7 separate regions of the Mus musculus genome follow, and all the other regions are linked to region 6. Evidence: chromatin contacts called from public Hi-C, HiChIP or PLAC-seq and promoter capture Hi-C data. All regions are on one chromosome and are shown on one strand. The core of a region is the stretch at or near the end of the contact, and the rest is flanking DNA. Distances in the headings are between cores, read along the strand shown.

Region 1 (2,975 bases), core at 57-2,556, 2.0 Mb after region 6:
TATCACCCCAACCTACTACCTAACACCCTTTTTTTTTTTTTTTTTTTTGGACAGTGTTTTGGTATCTAGTCCAGGCTGGCCTTAAGTATTGATCCTCTTGTCTCAGATGTGTGTCACTTCCCTTCACAAAGAGAAAGCTCTGAAGTCTAGGAGTCATCCTGTGGGTGCTGGCAGGTGGTTCCGTAAGCACTCACTTGTCCTCCTCATGCCTTGGTCTCCTCCGGGTAAGGAAGAACAGTTACTGTCTGACAAAGACCCCAGTAACACAGTGGGTTGGCACAGTGACTATTCACACCCAGAACAACCATTGCCCGGTCTTTATCACAATCTATTATAATGACTGGTTTGCATGTCTTCTCCTCAACTAGGCTGTGCCTTTTGAAGGTAGGAAATTGCATTTTATTTCTATACATGACATACAGTAGGTGCCGAGTACTTGTTTACTTATGGATACACCAGGAATGCACGCAGGCAGAACACTGCCAGTCTCTTGTGTGTCTTAGTCAACGCAGGGAAAAGCAGCAGTGGGTGGGCAGCATACAGGGCCTGGCTACTGGCAGTCACTCAGCTTGCTGTGGTCTGTGACTTGACCTCCCTACCTCGGCAGACTAGTGGACTTTTTCATTGTACCCGGGAGGAACAGAACAAGGGCTTAGAGAGAGAAAGTGTTTGTCTAAGGCCACACAACTTATGGCAGGGCCAGAATTAAGAGTTAGGACTCAGGTGTCCTTTACACCCCCCCCCCCCCCCCCCGTTCTAGAGAACTGGATGCACTTGATCGCTTTTCTGGGGCTGCTCTTGGGAAGGAGGGAGAGCCTCCCTGCGGCTCCTCTCTCTGCCCTCCAGTAGTCCTTTCTTGGATTTAGCTTCAGCGCCTCTAGAGTCCGGCTTCTGCCTTAACCCTTTACCATACAAATTAGGAATAAGGGTCTTCCCTAAAATGTCCAGACTCATTCTCTTCTCCCCAGCCTTCAGCTTCAAGGACTTGTGGGACCAGAGATGGGAGACCGACGCTGCTTGATCCTCCCGCTCGCCAGGGCCCTTCTAAGAGGACAGCTGGAGAGGAGTTGAGGCTGAGATCTTCCCAGAAGGGGCAGGCGGAAGGAAGATGCGGTGAACAGGGCCGAGAGACAGAAAGGGTGCGGGGAGCCCCTGTTGCTTCTCCCCTTTAGCGGTGTGGTGGTGGTGGTTATTAGGAAGGCTTGGGGGAGGCGGAGTTTGGGGGGCTGGGGGCGGGGCTCTGATGCACTGGGAGGAAGAGGGGGGGCGCGCTGGCTCCAGCTCGGCTCAGACAAAAGGCGGCGGCGGGAGCGGGCGGGAGGCGGAGCGGCGCCGCGAGGGCCTCAAGGTGACACCCGCCCCCGGCCCCGGCCCCCCCAGCCCGGCCCCTTCAGTCCGCCCTCCCACCCATCCCCCCATCTCCAGCCTCCCCCGTGCCCTTTCTAGGCCCCCTCCCCCCGGCGGGGGGTGGGGAGCAGAGAGGGCCCCGCCCCTCGCGCCCCCTCCTCAGGACCAGCGCAGGATGCCCCCGGCCCCTGGCAGCCCCCCGGGAGGTCCTGAGCTCAACGCGCCCCCTCTACGCCATGTCCCCCCCTGGCTCGGCCGCGGGAGAGAGCGCCGGCGGCGGCGGCGGCGGTGGCGGCTCCGGGGTCCCAGAGGAGCCCATGGCATCGGCGGACGAGGGCCCCGCCCGAGAGGAGGTGAGAGCCGGCGGTCCCCGGTTCCCCCGTACAACCGCGACCTGGCCCCCATCCCCCGCACCTCGCGCGGTCCCCGCCGGTTCCGCCGCAGAGCGGCCGGCGCCCCGCACCCCGAGCCGGCCGCTGCAGCCGCAGTCCAGCAGCATTGCCCCGACCTGGCTGCCCGCGCAGTCCGCTGTGGCTAGGAAGGGGCCGTGTCGGGGGCGGGGCTCACGGGGGTCCGGGGCAGGGGGAGGGGCCCTGGGCGGAGCCTCGCAGACCCCCGGCTTAGCAGAGAAGGGCTAGGCCATCCCCCAGGTGAGGATGGTGGGCGGCATCCCACCTTGAAGGCCGGGAGGGAGGACTGGGAGTGCTCGGAGGCAAGAAGAGTGCCTTGGGGGAAGTGATGTTGTCACCCTAGCTGGGATCATAGGAAGATCAGACGGGTACAAAGGCCATACCCCCTGGTGTCACTGAGAGTGTGTGTGTGTGTGTGTGTGTGTGTGTGTGTGTGTAAGGGGGCTGCTGCTCACCTCTCTCTCTTAATGCCTGATGCTCCCCCTAGGGGGCACTAAGCTTAAGAATTTCTGAGTCAGTACTGTGCGGTACCTTGCTAGGGTCCTACTTTTAGTCTTTTGAAACCAGGAGACAAAGAAACTAAGGGAAGTAGAAACTCTAAGTTCCAGCCTTGCATCCACACTGGTGCACACCGTGCATATTGCACGGAGGCAGGAGGAGAGTGGGGATGGACGTGTGGGTAGCCCCTTTCGGTTGTACTCACATTGGGACAAGCACATGACCAGGCGGGCACACAGGTGCACCTATACACTCGGCTTCCAAAGGCACAGCTCCTGAAAGGCTGTCCTCTTACTGCCTTGCAGGTACCTGCTCTGTGTTGTTTCCTGTTCTTCTTAACTATGCCCAGAAATCTAGGGCCTCTGCTGTTAACTTGGTTAAAACACTTGGTTTCTACTGCCTTATCTCTCTCTTTCTGACTGGTCCCAAGGCCAGGCATGAAGAATTAAAGGGGCCAGTCAGAACTGCATCAGAAGGTTGTGTGTGTGTGTGTCTTTGTGTGTGTGTGTGTCTTTGTGTGTGCGTGTATACACACATGTGTGCAACAATGCAAAAAGAGTGGAAGACAGGTTATTTGAGCAATCAAACTCAATCTTTATTGATTATGTGCCTGCTGGGTGTCACTTAGGCAAAGAGAATGAGACATGAGCCCTGCCCTCAGGAGCGCTCCATCTGGTGGAGAACTAGACATGTAAACAACTCAGAAGGTACCAAGTGCTT
Region 2 (3,316 bases), core at 58-2,557, 1.9 Mb after region 6:
CAGCTTTGAAGTTTGCAAAAAACACTTCATGCATACTCTATCAGTTCTCTAGAAGAACAGAACGGATGAAATGAGTAGATCAAAATTAAATAATTTAATTAAACCTACTAAGGGCTAAAGGGAAGGCCAATCCAGCAGAGATCTGAGCATCTGCCTTGGCCACACCCTTTTGATCTGGAGAGTCTCCTGCATCAATTAAGGCAATCAGGGCAGTTCTGCGGGAGAGGCTCCCTATGTAGATGATTTTAATTTGTGGCAAGTTGACATTGAAACCAACCATAATAGCCACCATCTGCATTGGACCCAGCCTGGAATTACAGCTGCTTTCTGACTGAGGCAGGGGTGGGGATGTGGGGGTGTGGGCGATGGGGTGATGAAAATCTTAAAACAAAACATACTGTGTGGCAGAGGCAGGAAGATGTCTGTGAGTTCCAGGTCAGCCAGAGCTACACAGATAAACCCCGTACAATAAAAGAAAAATAAACAAACAAACAAAACCCCCAAAAACCAAATAAAAAACTTAGGCCATACACCCAACCAGATATAGCTGGATATATATACAAATATATGTGTATGTATGTATACACACATATGTACATGTGTATGTATATATACTTAAAATACATACATAAAAACATATGTGTATATGTATATATATATATGTATATATATCCTTTAGAGTGAGGCAGGGAAATGACTGGAGAAGGTCTAGAACTGTATGCTCTTCTGTCCTTGAGTAGGCCTTGATGTATATCCAGCCCTATGTAACTGTGCTCAGTTAAAACAGAAACTGTGCCTCCCATCCTGTACCCTAAAAGGGCCCATCAGAGACTCCGCAGGTCACGGTTGGCTTGGCCACTGGGGTGGTATAGGTAAGCTGAACACAGCTTAGCTTCATCTGAGGTGTCACACACACACACACACACACACACACACACACACACACACACGCTGTCCTCTTCTCTGATTCCTCCATTTCCAAAGGTAACACCTGAGGTGACTGGATCCCAGAAGAGTCCACACGCTTCAGGTCACAGGGCTAGAAAGTACAGCTCAACGCTGAAGTCTGCCGCCATTCCACCCCACCCCATGGGGAATTCCTGCACATGGCCCCTCTTGTCTTCTCCTCCTAAGATGGCAAGAGGGAGCAGCTGGACCGAATATACCAGGTGCCAGAACACAGCTGTTCCCTCCTTGTCCGCCCCGCTCCACACCCAAGCTGAGCAGAGCTGGGTGGAGGCTGAGGGGGGTGGGGCTCCCTTGTGATGTCCAGTGATGCTGAATCCACCGCAGGCAAAAGCATCCTGAAATTGATTCTGAGCAGTTCTGACTGGTGAGAGCTGCCACTGGCCGGTTAGAACTGGTGAGCAGGAGGGCAAGAAGTTCAGGCTTCAGGTCAGAGTATGCAAAGGGAGGGAGGGATTAAAGGAAGTGGGTTCTGGAAAAGGCCCTAGCCTCAGTCCCCACCACCTTCCAGCCCTGGGCTCCCTTCCCATCTGTGATAACAGTGAGTGAACTCCTTAACCAGCTTTCATGCCAGAAGAAAGCTGCACTGTAAAACTAATCCAGTTGAAAACTGGGGAGTACAGAGGTATAAGCTGAAGGGAGGACTCCACACCCCCGCACCCTGCTTTGCCAGGTGAGGTGCGTGCCTGAGGTACAGTCTAAAACCCGGGTTCCCTTTGCAGGTGCAGGTCCTGCCATGCCCGTTCCATTGCTCCCGATGGTGCTTCGATCGCTGCTGTCCCGCCTGCTGCTGCCTGTTGCCCGCCTGGCCCGGCAGCACCTCCTGCCCTTGCTGCGCCGGCTGGCCCGCCGACTGAGCTCCCAAGACATGAGAGAGGCTCTGCTGAGCTGTCTGCTCTTTGTCCTCAGCCAGCAACAGCCACCGGATTCTGGAGAGGCCTCCAGAGTGGACCACTCCCAGAGGAAGGAGAGATTGGGCCCCCAGAAGTGAGGCCACGGGTCCTGGAAACAGCAACGCCCATCAAAGTACTTTTGGAGCCGGTTAGTCCAGGCGTCGGTCCGCACGCACGGGCATGGACGGCAGACTGCCCAGTGGGCGAAGACAGTCCGGGCTGAGTGCAAGAGGGCTCTGACCTGAACAGTTCCCACTCCCCTAGCTCCTAGCAGGCTACAGATTGTGTTGATTGACCCTTCCTCTCTGCAGCTCCCTCTGCCTTATCTCTGGCCTCCAGGGTGGACCTGCAAATGCGGGTATCAAGGTCAGTTAAGAGATGATGTTTCACTTAGACTCAAGACAATTTAGCTAAGAGGTGGTATTTAAATCCAAACTGTCCCGTCTACCTTAAAATTATAAGCCCTTGCTTCCCGTTAAAGAATGAGTACTTTCAAAGCTTGGTACGCAGCAGGTAGTCAATAAACGAGGACAGTGTGTTGTTATTGGTGGTGGTGGCTTTTGTTTTTGAGACTGTTTTATGTATGCCAGTCTGGCCTTAGACTCCTGAAATGATCTTGAACTAATTTCTGTCCTCTATGACTTTACTTCCAAGGCACTGGCATTACAGGCACACACCACATCCAAGCCTAGTTTGGGTGGTATTAGGGATTGAACCCAGAACTGTATGCACGCAAGGCAAGCGCTCTCTCTACCGGTTGAGCTAATTCCAGGCTCTGTGTTGGATGACTGAGGTGTCTCAGAAAATCTCACCACCCCTACTCTCGCCTACCTCTGGGTTGGTATCTGTGGGAAGCTGGAGAAGGGGCAGAGGTGAAGGCACTGACTGGTAAGACTTCCTTTGGATAACTTGTTCCATCTGTCTGTCCCTCGGTCCTCACAAGCTACAAGTTTGGAATTGTGTAACTTCATTTAGAATGTCCTCCTGCGGCCCGCCCAGCAATGGCTTAGATCTCTGTTGCAGGAAGGCTAGCTGGCTGACAGAGCAGGGAAATTGATCCCGGGTGTGCTTTGGAGACATCTCAGCTCGATAGTGGGATAAAGAAAACTCGTCAGCAGGCAGTGGGCCGGGAAGTGGGGACATGCGTGACCTTTAGGGACATCTTACTACCCTTGAAGAAATAAAATCACCTCAAAACTTCACTTCTAGGGGCTGGAGAGATGACCCTGTCAGTTAAGAGCACTAGCTGTTCTTCGAGAGGACTTGAGTTCAATTTCCAGCATTCTCGTGGCGGCTCACAGCCCTCTATAAGCCCAGTTCCACACCTTCCTCTGGCCTCGAAGGCCACCAGGCATGACCTGGTGCATAGACACACACTCAAGCAAAACATCCATACACATAAAAAGAAATATATTTTTAAAAATGTACTTTCTCACTCCCCAGCTGAGCGAGCACTT
Region 3 (3,200 bases), core at 263-2,762, 2.0 Mb after region 6:
ACTCGTTAGCAGCCTCCCCTATACGAAGCTCACTAAGCCCTCATGTCCATTATTGACATTTGTCACCATAACACCATTGCCCACACCTTACAAAAGAGGAAACTGAGGCTTAGAAAACTGAAGAGATTCGCTGTCACCAAGCCAGCAAGCCAGACGGACTGCTTATCTGCCCCATGGGCCCTCTTGCTTCTCTGAGGTACCCCTTTCTCACCTCATCTCAGTTCCAGAAAGGTTTCTGGAACTCCCTCCCCCCGTGGGTTCTCTGGTCACCACTGTGGAGCCCCAGCCTTCACCTACTTCGCTGCCGAGACGCTTCCCTAAGGCTGGATTGTGGCCGACTTTGGCTTGAGGTCTCCACAAGGGCCCAAGAGAATGTTGCAGGTTTGCTCTTCTGCCCTGCTCACGCTGGGAGCGCATGTTGCTCACAGACTGGGTCAAGCTTGGATCTCTCCCTCATATTCCTTCCCTTTTCATCCTTCTTCAAGTCCCCAGTAAAATCTGGCCACGTCAGGGAGGTTCCTGCCACTACTCAAATGGGCCTGTCACGCCCCATGTTTCTCTGCAAGTGTAGCTGTGGTGGTCTGCTGCAGGGGCAGGTTAGGGTCTCCATCCACCTCTCTGCCAGCTTCCCACCCACGCGTACCCCATGCTCCCCACAAAGAGCCCTCCTTGGGTCTCAGGTTCCTGTATTCAGAGCCCTGGGCTTTTGTTTACATCTTCCCTGCCCTCTATTGCCCAAAGTCCTGTTGTGAAGTCCCAGTTTATGGGCTGAAGGAAGAGAGAATTTAAAACAAACAAACAAACAAACAAACAAACCAACCACTGTTTTTCTGAGAGCCCAGGTTTGGTCTCTGGCTCAGGGAGATAGCTTGTTCATAGCTTCTGGGTCCTCCCCATCCTAGCTCAGGCATCTGTAGTCAGCTCTATGGAAAGGGACACTTGCAGTAGCTCTACCCACGACTCCAGCCTCCTCTCTTCTCCTCCCCTTGGTAACTCAGAGAGACCAGGTCCATGGGGGACGTGCAGAACCCACAGGGCCTGTAGCATTGTCCTCAGCTGAGGATTGGGGACTCTCCTCTTCCCAGGTCTCCCCATTTCTTTACTTGAATTCTAGACCTCTAGACCAGTTTACAGATAGTCGCTGTGTGGAATGCAGAGCCTGGATCCCACCTCTAGAAGACAGGCGTGATGAGCTGGGGGCTTCATGTAACTGCAGAATGGGTTCTCCCATTACAGGACATACGAAGCTAAGATGACGGCTGCGGGGCCATAGACCCGCGTGGGTTGCAGGAGCTGGCAGGGCTTTGAGCTTAACCAGCATGGTCTGATTGGGGAGATCAGAGTTGGGGGTCCCTTTCCCGGAGGTCACCTCACCTGCTCTGGGGACCCAGGAGACTGCTCTCTGAGGCGGTTGGCTTGGCGCAGTTGGTTGTTAGGGACGCCTGAGTCGCCAGGGGGCGGACCCTGAGCCCTCCGCCCTGGGCGTTGGCGCCCTCCTCCTCGGTTGCCCCTAGTGCGCGTGCTCAGAAAACGACCCTATGCTCTCGGCCTCCGCTCGTGCTTTCTGGCTGCGTGTTTCGGGATGCATTAAGGTTTTCGCGTGGCTCTAGAGGATGTACTTCTGATAAGGAGTTGGGGGGCGGAGGGGGGGAGGAGAAGAAGGCCCAAGAAAAACAAAGGAGACAGGGGAAGCGAGGGACTTTCTACAGTTACTTAAGCCTCTGGAATTCCCCTGTGGTCGAGCTGTGGACCCCAACTCTGCTGGGGAGCCCCTTCGGTTATCTCTAATGTGAACCAAGTATCAGAGGCAGGAAGGGCCTGGGCCTCCAGAGCGCTCCTTCGCTCAGCCTGGCGGAAGCTCTCAAGGCAGGAGAGACGACTCCGGGGATCAGGCTATATGGAATAGAAGAACTCATTCTCTAAAGCAGAGGGACAGCAGACTGTGAGTGTGCGTGTGTGTGTGTGTGTGTGTGTGTGTGTCCGTCTGTCCTAGGAAAGCAAAGTTTAGCTTTAAGCTAGCTTCTCTGGTCAGATTGCCTCTGTTGAAGCCTCAGCTTGGTGGCCACGAAAGAGCTGGGCCCGCGGTAAAACCTAGTAGACCAACCTACCACCAAGGTCCAGCGGTCAAGCCATGCAGTGAGGAGCCATGCTTCTGTCCCCATGTCCCTTCACGCTCTCACATGAGGCTTACAAACCATCGTGTGTATAGTCGGTGGATGATCTTGATTCTGCTGCACATGCCTTGCTTCTCCAGAGCCCGGATTACAGAGAGTGGAATCGTGTTTCTGCAGTGCTGGGGAATTGAACCCAGGGCTCAGTCCATGCTTGGTACTGGGCCACCGGAGCTACATCCTCACTCCAGATGCTTACATGGTAGTCAGTGTGCACTCTGGCACCGTGTAGCCCCACGCTTCGGAGTTAATACAGTGTCAGGGAATCCTTGCTATGAAAATGTGCACTCCCACTGCTGTACCCACCCCTCACTCCTGTGTCTAGGTAGAGCTCTGCCTGGCAGCTTTGTTCTGATAGAGGAGGGTCTTCCCTACATTCCTTGGCTCCACTGTGCTTCAAATGCTGGGCTTCGGTCTCAGCTGCTCTATTTGCGCATGCTTCTGTGTGTATAGATAGGTGCACAGGTATGTACATGCATGTGGCGGGTGACCTCAGGTGCTGTCCTCCTTGAGAAAAGGTCTTTTGCTGCCCTGGAGCTCAAAGACCAGGCTTAGTTAGATGGCTCGTGGAACTGGGGGAATCCATCCCCATCCCCCCCCCCCCCCCGCCCCGTCTCTGTGCACTCTTCCCTGACTGCACAGCTGGGAGATTATGAAGGTGCGCCACCAAGGCTGGCTTTTGTGGCTTCTGCCACTTGAACTTGGGTCCCCATGCTCAAAGAGCAAATACTTTATTGAGCAATCTGCTCAGGCCCGGCTTCAGTTGTTTTCTGCTTCAGCTCCACCTTGGGGCACGTGCTAAATTTAAAAAAAAATATTTATTTATTTATTATATGTAAGTACACTGTAGCTGTCTTCAGACACTCCAGAAGAGGGCATCAGATTTCATTATGGATGGTTGTGAGCCACCATGTGGTTGCTGGGATTTGAACTCAGGACTTTGGAAGAGCAGTCAGCACTCTTAACCACTGAGCCATCTCACCAGCCCCCTGTGCTAACTTTTAAAAGCCTGTTGTTGATGAGGCCTGG
Region 4 (3,420 bases), core at 821-3,320, 1.3 Mb after region 6:
CCAGCCCTTGGGAGGCTGAGCAGGGGATCCTGCAGATGAAGGCCAGCCTGAGCACCATGGCAAGTTTGAGGCAAGCCTGTGCTACGTGAAATTCTCTCTCAATAAACAAATGTCCTTCCTGCTAAAAACATCTGTCTGACTACCGTATGCTATAAATTGTATCGTTTTATAGTGCATACAAATTTTCTATTTTTTTTAAATAAATTTTATTTTATATATATGATGAGTAGCCGTCTTCAGACACACCAGGAGAGGACATCAGATCCTGTTGCAGATGGTTGTGAGCCACCATGTGGTTGCTGGGAACTGAACTCAGGACCTCTGGAAGAGCAGTCAGTGCTCTTAACTGCTGAGCTATCTCTCCGGCCCCAAACTTTTAGAGAAGCCTAATGGCTCAGTAATAGAAAACAAAGGCTTAGTAGGTTCTTGTTTCTTGGGAGTAAATATCAAGTCAGTATATATTTCTACAAGTACATCTATTTTATTAGTATGCAAATTTGATTTGGTCTTTAGTTAGTGATAAAATTGTATGTATGTTGAAAAAAAAATTTTAGGAATCCATTTGCGTGTTTGTTAGTCACTTGGGGTAGGCTGGGGTTTCATTTTTTGTAATGCTGGGAATCAAGCTCAGGATTCATGTACTCTATAAACTGATCCCGTGTCTCCAGTCATGTCAATAGCCAAGTTTAAAATGAACTTCTTTGCCCTGCAGTGGTGGCGCTCGCCTTTAATCTCAGCATTTGGGAGGCAGAGACAGGCATATTTCTGAGTTCGAGGCCAGCCTGGTCTACAGAATGAGTTCTGGACAGCCAGGGCTACACAGAGAAACCCTGTCTTGAAAAACAACAGCAACAACAAAGAACTTATTTATTATCGTTACATGTTTGACCTTATAAACCCCCCCCCTTTTTTTTTTTTGACACAGGGACTCTCAGTATAGCCCTGGATATCCTGGAATTCACTCTGTAGACCAGGCTGGCCTCAAACTCTAGATCTACCTGCCTCTGCCTCCCCAGTGCTGGGATTAAAGCTGATATGACCATACCCAGCCATAACATGTTAATGTACTCGCGTCACTTCCCCATTTGTGTTTGTGAGTGAGCCTGTTACATAGTGGTGTAGAGGGACTCTAGTCTCTCCTTTCACTTTGTGGGTCCTGTTTGAACTCAGGTCATCGAGCTTGGCAGCAAGCTTCCTTATGTCTGTGGCATCTCCCAGGATTCCTTCCTGCCCTACTTTGAAAAAGCTTATTCATCCCCCTATGTGAGATCAAGTTCAAACTTCACTTGGGAATTCCTGTCATGACCTTGATGCCGTTTATCTATTACCACCTTAACAATTCAGGTAGGCCTGGAACTCAGGAACTCTGCCTCCTGAGTGCTGGGATTAAAGGCGTGCACCGCCACTGTCCTGCTAAAAACCTTAACTCTTTATAGTATTATAAGGGTCTATGACGGGCGTGGTGGTGCACGCCTTTAATCCCAGCATTTGGGAGGCAGAGGCAGGTGGATTTCTGAGTTCGAGGCCATCCTGGTCTACAAAGTGAGTTCCAGGACAGCCAGGACTATACAGAGAAACCCTGTCTGGAAAAACCAAAAGAAAAAAAAAAAAGGGTCTATGATTTGCTCAAGAAAGATAACCCAGACTCAAACAGTATGTAAACACAAAGAGTGTTTTATTCTGCAGAAGTCCAACATGCTGGAGTCTCCCATTACCAAGATAGAGAGACCCCGAAGTGAGTTCAAAGGCTGGATTTAAAGCACTATTAAGCGAATTCCAGGGAGGGGTAGGTGAACTTCTAGTTTACTTAATCTTGGCTCTATCTCTAAGGACATTCCAGAATGGGGGGTTGGGGGCGGGGTGGGTGCTGGAAACTATTGCTGAGAAAAAAAAAAAAAAAAAATGAAGGCATCCCCAGCCCCAGGGGACGACTGGGTCGCCTAAGTGGGAGGGGCCAAGAGCTCCCCGGCTTGGGTGTGGTTCAAGTCATCTCCAACCTCCACCATTCAGCGGCTGCGCTGAGTCCCTTCTGGCTGGTAAGAGCCGGAAGTGGAGCTTAAGCTTCCCATGATTCTTTGCGGGGCGTCTATTTTAACCGCAGGACGACTAGGCTGGCAGTCGCGATGGCTGCGTCCGGTGAGGAGGATATGTCCGAACTGTCCCCTGCTGCTGCCCCAAGTAAGGCGTGGGATCCATAACTTGGGGACTCGTTTCTTCCCTGCTGCTACCTCCCCAGATGCATTTAGTGGCTGACGTTTCCTCCGTCGTTCCTTTCTGTCCTTGTTCCTGGTGTCCCAGTCCGCCCTATCTCTGCAAGTCACTCCCTCGCCCTTAAGTGGAATTGTTTTTCCTGCCCTGTCCCCTTGGGTGTTCTGCCCCTGATATTTCATACCGAAACATTAGTCTCAGTCTTCTAAAGCCCCCTTTCCTGTCCCTGATGTCACTTAAATCGTCCCCGGCCAGTATCAGGTTTCCTGTCACCTATGGGAGTGTCTGCTGATGGAGCCTCTGGGAACGCTAAGACTAACGCTGACTTTGACAACCCCTCCCCTTTCTTTACCTTTTCACTTATGGACTAGATTTGGATTGGTATGAGAAGCCGGAAGAAACTCATGCTCCTGAAGTAGATCTTGAGACTGTCATCCCGCCAGCCCAGGAACCTTCCAATCCTGCGGAGCCCTTTTGCCCAAGAGACCTGGTGCCGGTGGTGTTTCCCGGGCCTGTGAGCCAGGAAGACTGCTGCCAGTTTACTTGTGAACTTCTCAAGCATATCCTGTACCAGCGCCATCAGCTCCCTCTGCCCTATGAACAGCTGAAGCACTTCTACCGGAAAGTTCCCCAGGTATGTGCAGGCTTTCTGAGAAAATTGGTGGGAAGACTTTGTGGCTCATAGATGATGGGGAAGTAGAAAAGTGACCTAAGATGTCTTCAGCCTCCCTGCAAGTCTAGGCTTTTGCAGAGCCTTCCTTGCCTCATTTTCTCTGCACTTGGGTCTCTCCCTTTTTTCTCTTGTTCTTTTTCTGAGACTCTTCCTATTACCGGTTGTATGAGGATATTATTAGTTCTTTTTGGAGCTGTACTGATGGTTGTGAGCCATCATGTGATTCCTGGGAATCAAACTCAGGACATTTTCTGCCCGCTCCGGCCCTGCTCACTCTGGCACAAGGGTTTGTTTGTTTGTTTATGGTTTTCTTTGAGACAGGGTTTCTCTGTATAGCCCTGGCTGTCCTAGAACTCACTTTGTACACCAGGCTGGCCTTGAACTCAGAAATCCGCCTGCCTCTGCCTCCCAAGTGCTGGGATTAAAGGCGTGTGCTTATTTATTATATGTAGGTACACTGTAGCTGTCTTCAGACACTCCAGAAGAGGGAGTCAGATCTCATTAGGGATGGTTGTGAGCCACCATGTGGTTGCTGAGAT
Region 5 (3,363 bases), core at 108-2,607, 1.8 Mb after region 6:
TGTCAGGCAATCTCAAGCTGGCCTTACACACCCAAAGCAGCTAAGGATGGCCTTGACATCCTTAACGGCTACCTACATCTAGGATTACGGGCAAACCCCACTGATGGCCAATTCCAATGTGCTCATTACTAGTACTATCAACTGCATCTTCAGAGGATTTAACTGACTAAAAACTCAAGCTAAGGAAAGCGAGAGGTATACAAGAGATCAATACTTTCCCAAACTTTTCTACAACACACAGAAACAGTAGAAGACACCTAATACACCCCCATGCCCTTGTGTCCCAAGACAGAATACCTACTGTAGGCGCAACACACACACACACACACACACACACACACACACACACACGATGGCCATGATCTACTAAACTGATTTCCAAGCCACTCATGGGAGTGTCTGAAAGACACTTCAACAGACCAAATCTTAGAGCTGCAAACCCCCAGCTACAAAACGAGCAGCTGAATAGCCACATACAGCAAACACAGTGACCAGGATGGTAGTGTCCAGTCGTGATGCAAGACCCTCCCTGGGTGCCACCATTTCCCAAGTAATCCAAGGTGATCCCGTCTCGCCTCTTGTGACCGCTACACAGTTCCTCATCTAAGTCTCAGCGTGTAAAGCTCACTTACTGCGTACAGCGGGAAGCAGTATTTCTTCTGTCCCCTTTAAGACCTCGAAATTTAACAGGTGGTATCTGTCGTGTCTTTGTATTCGAGATGTGTGGTGACATACAGAAAAGGGGCGTTCCACCTCTCCAACTCTCAAGTCTTAACCCCACCCCCCCACTAGGAGAGGTCTTTGGTGAACTGAGAATACAGGGAATCCCCGGTGCAAAAGGAGTCATTCAGCCTGACAGAAGCAAAAGCAAAGACTCCCTCTTTACACCACAGAAGTTTCTAGCAAACTCATCTCCAGGCCCAGCAAGAGAGAGAAGCAGATAAAACTGCGGGAGACGCGTCAAAGCAACCGGCCTAGCCACTTAACCCAGGCAAGATCTCAGCCCCCATTCCCCGAGGCTCTACATCCCGAACTGGATAAGCAGGTGGGCGCATCGGGGGCGCGTGGGAGGCGCGGACCCCGAAGCCTTTGGCAAAAAGGCAGCGAGAGGGTCCAGATCTGAGGCCTCGCGAAGAGTGAGCACCCTTCTCACTTGACACTGGGTTTCCAGTAAGGCCTGTCCTCACCCCTCCCCGACAGCGCCTCCCTTATTGCAGAGAAGAAACCGGGAAAAGCAGCGCGAGGGGTGCGAGGTGTTCCCCTGAGCCCCCACCGTACCGCGTTAACAGCCTGGGAATCTCCCGCCACGGACCCCCGCTTGGCAAGGCCCCGCCCCGCACGCTGCGCCTGCGCGCCAGGGGTTCTCCGTGAGTGCGCGCGCACTTTCTACGTGTGCGGCGTGGGGGCGGGTCCTGCGGGAGCCCCTCCCCGGCCCTCCCTCCCTCCTTCTGCTCCCCCTCCCCCACGCGCTGCCGCGGCCGCCGCAGGAGCCCAGAGCTCTAGCCGCCCGGCGACTCCCCCTCCCCCTCCCCAGCCCCGCCCCGCCCGGAGCCGGGGCTCCCGAGTCGGAGCCGAGTCTGCGCCTAGGGGTGAGTACGCGGACCCCTCCCCAGCACCCCTTACTTGGCTCATAGGATCTCACCACCACCCCAAGGAAGGAAAAAAAAAGCACCCGGACTCAGCTGCGCGTCCCCTCCCTTCCACCTCCTGCGGGACCCAGAGGTGCCCGGGCCCCACGGGACCCAACGGAGGCACGCTTTGTCCCCAAACCCGCACCGTCCCTGCCAGATGTGAGTCCTCCCACCCCTGTCGGGGCTCCAGATGTGCGCCGTCCTCTACCCCCGCCCCTCAGGAATATTCCAAGGCGTGGGACCCCTGCGTCCCGGCCCTCGAGTGCCACTCTAGTTCCACCTGCTCCGTCCAGGTGTGCGGCCCCTGCGCGGCCCTCCTCCGGTCCCAGCTGCTCCCCAGCCGCCGGCGCCGCTGAAGGGAACCACCCGCCTCCGCCCCCGAGTTTTGCATTCTAGGGTCGCCAAGTCCAATGCCCTCGGTCTCTCTCTTTTTTTTTTTTTTTAATTCTTTTTCTTGTTGCTGGGGACGAAGCCGGCCTCAAGCAAGGGGTTCATGCTTGGGCAAAGGGCAGGGCTCGAGGTGTTAGCACCAGACGAGTAGCTGCCCCAACCCTGGTGGGGACTGATCTGCGGGCTGGAGAGGGCGGCCGGCCCGGGGAGCATGTCCTCTCCTGCGCCCCACACAGAGCAGTTCATTCATGAGCCGCCCGGGCCTGCGTTGGAGGGTGCGGTGGGGAGAAGATTCAGACGCGAATCCGGAGTAGGCAAAGGCCCTATTGAGGGGGAGGGGGCGCGCTTTGTCCCTCCCGGCCGTCTTGACCGCCTGGTGCGGACTGTCCCAAAGCTTGTCGTTGTGTTGCTCAGAAAAAGCAAGGATGCCCGGGAAGTGGGGAAGAGAGGTCAGAGGGGCTGGCTGCCCTTGGAGCTTTGTGCTGCCACCCGCCTTGGTCCCCTGATCGGAAGTCTGGCGGCCGGTTGCTCAGAGGGGCTTGGGGCTCTGCTCTCTACCGAGTACCACTCCCTGACCCTGAACCTCCTCCCGGTCTGCAGTAGTCGGGTGAATGAGATTGTACCCAACGCCTCCTGAAGAGGGGACCACAGCCCTCTGCCTTCCAGATATAAGAGAGAAGGGGAAGGGGAGTGGCTGCCAGGCTCAGGTGGTGGGTATGCTGCCAGCACCTTTGTCCTCCCGGGTACCAGAGGGTCTACGTCCTGGCATGTACCAGGTAGCACATGCTGGGGCCTGCTGTTGAAGTCTTGGCCAGGGAGTGAGCGAGTAGGTGGGTGGGGATGTTTTGAGGCAGAAGATGGGTGATAAGTCGCGAAGAACCCCTTTTTGGCATCGGTACAAATTCCTTCCAAGTACAGCAGAGTAACAGAAAACCCGGTTCAAATCCCAGCTCCGCTGTTCTTTGAGCTGTGCGACCTTGGCAAGTTACTTAACCTATCTGAACCTCCGTGTCTATCTAAAAGTGTGATTAGTTACTACCACCTCCTTCCGAGGCGCATCTTTGGGATCCAATAGTTTAATGCAGGTAAATAGCCTGGCACTCTGCCTGACAGTTGATCGATTATAATGGGTTCACATCTCTGAACTTCCTGACCTATCAGTTTCCTCTGGAGTCCCACCCCACCTACTGCAGGTGGATGGGGGTATATTCTGGGACTTGGTGACAGAGTCCCTAATATTGAGGGAGCTCCCCCTCCTCCTCCACTGAGGGGTTCTATTCCTTTCATGCTTTATTTTGGTCTTAGCCAGCCTTCCTCCACTAAAGCAACCTCTTGGGGTCTA
Region 6 (2,961 bases), core at 289-2,788:
ATTCAGTTCCCATCATCTACCTGGCAGTTGTGACACTCAATATGAGTGCTCAAATTTGGGTCATCTCCAAGAGCAGTATGTGTTTGTTCTTTTTTTTTTTTTTAAGATTTTATTTATTTTATGTATATGAGTACACTGTAGCTGTCTTTTAGACACACTAGAAGAGGGCATCCAAACTCATTGCAGATGGTTGTGAGCCACCATGTGGTTGCTGGGAATTGAACTCAGGACCTCAGGACCCCAGGAAGAAGAGTCAGTGCTCTGATTGACCACTGAGCCATCTCTCCAGCCCAGTATGTGTTCTTAACTACTGAGCCACCTCTCTGCCCCAAAGTGTATTTTTAAAAGAGATTTATTTGTTTCAATTATATGAATACACACACTGTAGCTGTCTTTAGACACACCAGAAGAGGGCATTGGATCCCATTACCGATAATTGTAAGCCACCATGTGGCTGCTGGGAATAGAACTCAGAACCTCTGGAAGAGCAAGCAGAACCAAAGTGTTTTTTTGTTTTTAAATATTTATTTATTGCATACATGTGGGTATATTGGTCTTGTCTTCAGACACACCAGAAGAGGGCGCCAGATTTCTTTTTCTTTTTTTAAAATATTTATTTATTTATTATATACACTGTAGCTGTCTTCAGACACACCAGAAGAGGGCATCAGATCTCATTACGGATGGTTGTGAGCCACCATGTGGTTGCTGGGATTTGAACTCAGGACCTTTGGAAGAGCAGTCGGCGCTCCTAACCGCTGAGCCATCTCACCAGCCCCTCTTTTTCTTTTTCTTTTTCTTTTTCTTTTTTTTTTTTTTTACAGGGTTTTCTCTTTGTAGCCCTGGCTGTCCTGGAACTCACTCTGTAGACCAGGCTGGCCTCGAACTCAGAACTCCACCTGCCTCTGCCTCCCAAGTGCTGGGATTAAAGTCGTGCACCACCAAGGCCCTGCGAAGGCGCCAGTTCTCATTGTAGATGGTTGTGAGCCATCACGTGGTTGCTGGGAATTGAACTAAAGACCTCTGGAAGAGCAATCAGTGCTCTTAACCGCTGAGCCATCTCTCCAGACCCAAATTGTATTCTTAGTGTATTTCTGAGAACTTACTTCATACAAATGGCTTTGTTTTTGTTTTTATTTTTATTCTTTTCTTTTCAGGGAAAGGGTCTCCTTATGTAGTCCTAAACTGGCCTTTAATTCATTGCATAGCCCACGCTAGCCTGGAACTCTAGATCCTCTGGTCTCAGCTCCAAAGTGCTAGGATTACAGACGGCAGGCTCCTGGACAAAATATGTTTCTTTTAACTCAGTGCATCTCACAGTGCGTCTTCCAGATCAATTGCTACAGCTACTGACTTAAGTGTCCAAGAAAGCTTGGGTCACACAACGCCACGTGAGCTTGGGCTATCCCGAGCTCCCTCCACCCCCACCCCAGACTCACACGTGTTCGTAGAGCTTTTCTATAAGGCGGGGCACCCGCGGCCCCGCCCTTCTCCACCTCCCACCCCGCAACTACAAGTCCCATCGTGCCCCGCGCTCACGCACACTACGCAAGAGCAAGATGGCTGACACGGCGGCCGGGCCTGGTGGCTCCGGAACGGTAAGGGTGGAGAGGCGCGGCGTGAAGCCGAAAGAGTTTGGGTCTTCTGGATCTCTCCCACGGTTTGGGCCACGGTCTCGAACCGAGAAGCCCAGGCCCGCTCTGAGACCCGGGGCTGGAGAGTATCTCTGGCCGTAGGCGGTCCCCGCTGCTTGGCTTTTGGCAGCGGCCTCCTGAATTGCTGCATCTGAGACTTGATTGGCTTGTTCCTTGTTGAGGTGGGAACCCGGAACTCCTTCTGATTGGTCTGAAGAGGCTGTTTTTATCCTCTTACTGGCCGGCCGAAGTTGGAACTTCGTAAAATATTTACTTGCTCTGCCTTTCTCTGCGGTGATGCCTAGCTCTCCTCTGCATCCTGTGGTGGTAGCTGGTTTAATTTTCCTGGTTACTGAAATGGTGTGATGGGACAAGAAGATAGTAGATTTATTCGCTCAGTACCATCATTCGTGTATATATTCTTCCTTTGCTTTTCCCTCTCTCTTCCTGCCTCCTCTCGCGCCTGCCTCTGCCTCCCGGGTGCTGGGAATAAAGGCGTGCCCACCACAGACCCGCTCCTGTAACTTTGCTCCAGAAAGAAGTGAATGGGGCTGGAGAGATGGTTTAGTGGTTAAGACGGACTTGCTGGTCTTTCAGAGGACCTGAGTTTGGTGGAGTGGCTCACAATCACCTGTAACTCCTGCTTCACGGAATCCGGGCCAGCGCGGCACCTGCACTCGCAGGAACACACACACGCGCGCAAAACACACACATCTAGTGGTTCAAAGTCTCACTCTGGGCTTCTGATTTCCAGAGACCGGGAAGTAAGCAATCCACTAACCCTGCTGATAACTACCATCTGGCCCGGAGGAGGACCCTGCAAGTGGTTGTGAGCTCCTTGCTGACAGAGGCGGGATTTGAGAGTGCCGAGAAAGCGTCTGTGGAGACACTGACAGAGATGCTGCAGAGCTGTGAGTACCAAGAAACACTAGGCCCGCTGTTTCCTTTACAGACCCCCCCCCAGCTCCGTGAACTCCATCCCAGATTCTCTCTCCCCTTCTCTTGGAAGACTGTTAGAGACTCAGCTTCAGGCAGAAGAAACACACATGTCCATTGTAGAATGAGACTGTTTCGATGCTTATACATGTGGGAGAGACACAAATAGCAACCTTGTCATTTCAGTCGTCTGCAGCGGCATTAAGTGGCATTAAGTGTTACACAACTCTCAGCGTTATCCATGTCCAAAGCCCTGTATCCCTGAACAACACTGGATTCGGTCTTCTCCACAGCCCCAAGAACGTCTCCTTTCTGTCTTTGAATTTGTTTTTGTTTTTTAATATAACCCTTCCCCGCTTTGGTTTTTCAAGACAGGGTTTCTCTGTGTACC
Region 7 (3,053 bases), core at 74-2,573, 1.4 Mb after region 6:
TATGTAGCCCTAACTGTCCTAGAACTCTCCTAGAACTCGCTCTGTAGGCCAGGCTGGCCTTGAACTTAATCTGCCTGCCTCTGTCTCCTGGGATTAAAGGGGTGCTACCACTGCCCAGTTTATCTATCTGCCATTCTTTTTTTTTTTTTTTTTTTTTTTTGGTTTTTCGAGACAAGGTTTCTCTGTATAGCCCTGGTTGTCAACTCACTCTGTAGACCAGGCTGGCCTCAAACTCAGAAATCTGCCTGCCTCTGCCTCCCGAGTGCTGGGATTAAAGTTGTGAGCCACCACGCCCAACTTATTTCTCAGTTTTAACTAATATTCCCTGGTTGGCCAATTTTAAAGACAAGTCCCTTCCCGCATCATTTCTTTATCTACATCACTTATCCTTTCCTGCTTCTCACAGAATACAGAAAAGACTATATCCAGAAAGACCTTTTCACTCTGCCAAACTCCATCCTTTTACGAGCCTGTTCAAGAGCATCCTCTTTATGAAAATTTCAAACTGACTTTGCTATTTCTGGTTACAGAATCTTACTGTACTTTTTCATGCAAACGGATAACTTCCGTTTATTGGTGGGGATGTATACATAGCTCGTTAGAACCCAAGGAAGCCGTGCTTTTTCCCTTTACAGTCCTTTTACAGCTAGACTCACAGCGTTTGACCTTCAGTAAGGTCTCAGATGATGCTAGAATCTGGTTACCTTTCCAGATTTAATATTAATGAAATGCAGACCTAACATTTAGCAAGTCTTAGTTGTTCAACTGCCATTGCACTTTGGCTGCTATCTTACAAGTCCGTAGCTTAGGCAGAGAAAGTGACCATTTAATCACACATTTTTCAGAGAAGAATTGATAAGGTGGGCTTGGCGGCATGCTTTAACCAAGGAGGAGGCGATTTGGAAAATGATGGGAGAATTAACACTCAGCCTTTATAGCTTTTCTGAACTCTGAGACATTCTTCTCTTTGATCTTTAAACGACCAGGTCTTTCTCTCAGTTCTCCTTGACTTTCGGAAGACACTGAGAACCGGGAGGTGAAGCCACCCCGCCAGCGTCTGTAAAGCCTTTAAGCGGCCCGCGGGGGATCGCACCTCCCGGGTCTCAGAGTCGCTGAGAGGGAGGGGCACATCGCGGCTGGCTGAAGTGTCACGACGCTCTCCTCAAGTCCCGGGGGTCGCTGGGTCCTGGGACTCACCTTCTCTCAACCCGCGAGCTGGAAGCCATAACCAGCCAGTGGCAGCGGGGCCTGCCAGGAACGCTTGGAGCTGCCGCCCGCAGCCTGACACCAGAGCCCTGAGGGCCGCCATCTTGGAACGCACCTGACCGCGTGTGCACTTCCGCTTCCGGAGCAGGGGTGTGCGCAGCCGCTGTGCGGCGGGAGGGTTTCTCGTGGTCACCGATCCCTTCTGTTTCTGTCACCTCCTCTGTCTGTAAATTACACGCCACCCGGTTTCCTTAGTTTTTCTTCCTGCTGGGCAGCTTTTGTGACTGAGGCTAGACCTGTCAGGACAGATTGGGATGGTAAGGACTCTGGCCCTCAGCATCAGAGGTGGAATACAGTTGACCACCCCTCCCACCTGCCGATCTTTGTTGCTAATACACACTTTCTTTTCTTTTCTAAAAGATTTATTTATTTAGTTAGTTAGCTAGTTATTTAATGTATATGAGTACACTGTAGCTGTACAGATGGTTGTGAGCCATCATTGCTTGCTCTCCTGCCCAAAGATATTATTATATCTAATTACACTGTAGCTGTCTTCAGACACCCCAGAAGAGGGCGTCAGATCTCATTACAGATGGTTGTGAGCCACCATGTGGTTGCTGGGATTTGAACTCAGGACCTTCGGAAGAGTGGTTGGTGCTCTTAACCGCTGAGCCATCTCTCCAGCCCCTTATACACACTTTCAATCTTTGTGTTTATATACACTTCCCTGATTTCTTGCAGGGTTTGGAATTATAGAATGCTTTGGTCAGGAGACAGGATTCCTACAAATGACTTTGGTCAGTCCGCCAGTGCAGAGAGGAATGCGAAGCTGGGCCACCCTAGTCACCCTTGTGGCTGCATCCTGGGAAGCCCAGGGCATCCCTAGTTCTTTATGAATGGAAACAACACCGCTCCCCCCTCCCCCCCTATAAAGAGTCACTGCCAGCGTTTCCCACATTGGCACCTCTTTTGTCCTTCACTGTTTTGGAATGAACAGACCTCTCTGCGGAGAAAAGGCTTTAGCCTCTTTTTCGGTCTTCTGTCTCCCTACACTGCCTAAGAGATCTAACATTTGGTGTCAAAGCCCGGGTTGCTGCACCACCATTATGCTAGGTTATTTAAAGGCAGCTGTAGAGAGACAGAAAGAGAGGCTCAGTTTGTCCTTAGCAGGGACAATGCTTATTCTCAGCAAGGGAAGATGGGCAACAGCCCCTTACAGGAGTAGAAATGACTTCGTAGTCTGAAAGGGAAGCTGAGAGATGTGGCCTTTCAGCTGGAAACAATCAGTTAGCCCATGCATCATAAAAGGGAGCTCACTCAGTTGGGGGTGATGTAGTGGATTCTGACCCATTAAGTTCTTCCCATGGATGTACACCTTGTGTGAGCATCCATGGGCGGTCATGCCTGATCTCTCCCCCTACAGAGACCCTGACGAGACATAGAAGAAAGAGCACGCAGCCAATGAAAAGGCTGTGGAAAGGAGGAACTGAAGGATGTATGGGTCACCCTGGCTCCTGGGTTCACTGCTGCTCCACCAGAGGTGGCAGACTGAGGGGTGTGCATGTCCTCCTTGTGCCTGTCCAGCAGTTTCCTACTGAAGGCTGGAGAGCCCGGCCAGCACTGGGTTCCCACTGCTCAGGCCACTGAATGGGCTGGAACTGAACTGAGTGTTTCTGGGCTGTTCTGCTTAAATCAAATGGCAAGAAGCTAGAGGAAAAAGACAGTTTCTAAAACGAACGAACGAATGAATGAATGAATGAAGAAAATGGTAAATGATATTTTCAAAACCAGCTTTCATTTTCTATAAAGACAGGTTAAAAGAAAACAGGTAACCTGGTCATAGTAGA

What was found. Promoter capture Hi-C pulls out the DNA fragments that hold promoters and counts their contacts. Hi-C and Micro-C count contacts between places; a contact is called where the count stands out from the background. HiChIP or PLAC-seq counts read pairs in DNA pulled down with a chosen protein or histone mark. Capture Hi-C pulls out chosen DNA fragments and counts their contacts.
Region 1: a contact with region 6 is called in a Hi-C map of B cells, with 7 read pairs. The contact joins the promoter of Tmem151b here to the promoter of Taf8 in region 6. A contact is called at or near these places in 2 of 39 promoter capture datasets (embryonic stem cells and hippocampal neurons) and 1 of 484 Hi-C or Micro-C datasets (B cells).
Region 2: a contact with region 6 is called in an H3K27ac HiChIP or PLAC-seq map of embryonic stem cells, with 7 times the contacts expected there. The contact joins the promoter of Mymx here to the promoter of Taf8 in region 6. A contact is called at or near these places in 2 of 39 promoter capture datasets (liver and stem cell-derived epiblast-like cells) and 3 of 115 datasets of contacts at active chromatin or transcription factors (embryonic stem cells and pancreatic cancer cells).
Region 3: a promoter capture Hi-C map of cranial neural crest shows a contact between it and region 6. The contact joins the promoter of Tcte1 here to the promoter of Taf8 in region 6. A contact is called at or near these places in 2 of 39 promoter capture datasets (cranial neural crest and liver).
Region 4: a promoter capture Hi-C map of adipose tissue shows a contact between it and region 6. The contact joins the promoter of Mad2l1bp here to the promoter of Taf8 in region 6. A contact is called at or near these places in 6 of 39 promoter capture datasets (cranial neural crest, hippocampal neurons, liver and 2 more), 1 of 484 Hi-C or Micro-C datasets (B cells), 1 of 115 datasets of contacts at active chromatin or transcription factors (pancreatic cancer cells) and 1 of 9 other capture datasets (adipose tissue).
Region 5: a contact with region 6 is called in a Hi-C map of B cells, with 5 read pairs. The contact joins the promoter of Mrpl14 here to the promoter of Taf8 in region 6. A contact is called at or near these places in 1 of 484 Hi-C or Micro-C datasets (B cells), 1 of 115 datasets of contacts at active chromatin or transcription factors (astrocytes) and 1 of 9 other capture datasets (adipose tissue).
Region 7: a promoter capture Hi-C map of liver shows a contact between it and region 6, with 4 times the contacts expected there. The contact joins the promoter of Mrps18a here to the promoter of Taf8 in region 6. A contact is called at or near these places in 1 of 39 promoter capture datasets (liver), 1 of 484 Hi-C or Micro-C datasets (B cells) and 1 of 9 other capture datasets (adipose tissue).

What each region holds. Positions count from the first base shown.
Region 1 is chr17:45,548,008-45,550,982 of GRCm38.p6, reverse strand. It overlaps Tmem151b (transmembrane protein 151B), which reads left to right and starts at 1,306. Exons shown (of 3, transcript NM_001013749.2): 1 at 1,306-1,700. The coding sequence starts at 1,584.
Region 2 is chr17:45,600,058-45,603,373 of GRCm38.p6, reverse strand. It overlaps Mymx (myomixer, myoblast fusion factor), which reads left to right and starts at 1,307. Exons shown (of 2, transcript NM_001177468.1): 1 at 1,307-1,395; 2 at 1,689-2,407. The coding sequence starts at 1,703. The coding sequence ends at 1,957.
Region 3 is chr17:45,521,746-45,524,945 of GRCm38.p6, reverse strand. Tcte1 (t-complex-associated testis expressed 1) reads right to left here and starts at 1,512. Exons shown (of 5, transcript NM_013688.2): 1 at 1,375-1,512.
Region 4 is chr17:46,152,201-46,155,620 of GRCm38.p6, reverse strand. Mad2l1bp (MAD2L1 binding protein) reads left to right here and starts at 2,070. Exons shown (of 3, transcript NM_025649.3): 1 at 2,070-2,178; 2 at 2,580-2,842. The coding sequence starts at 2,124.
Region 5 is chr17:45,684,343-45,687,705 of GRCm38.p6, reverse strand. Mrpl14 (mitochondrial ribosomal protein L14) reads right to left here and starts at 1,357. Exons shown (of 3, transcript NM_026732.3): 1 at 1,279-1,357. Tmem63b (transmembrane protein 63b) reads left to right here and starts at 1,488. Exons shown (of 24, transcript NM_198167.3): 1 at 1,488-1,589.
Region 6 is chr17:47,500,868-47,503,828 of GRCm38.p6, reverse strand. It overlaps Taf8 (TATA-box binding protein associated factor 8), which reads left to right and starts at 1,538. Exons shown (of 9, transcript NM_022015.4): 1 at 1,538-1,598; 2 at 2,389-2,545. The coding sequence starts at 1,560.
Region 7 is chr17:46,109,274-46,112,326 of GRCm38.p6, reverse strand. Mrps18a (mitochondrial ribosomal protein S18A) reads right to left here and starts at 1,323. Exons shown (of 6, transcript NM_026768.3): 1 at 1,198-1,323. The coding sequence starts at 1,309.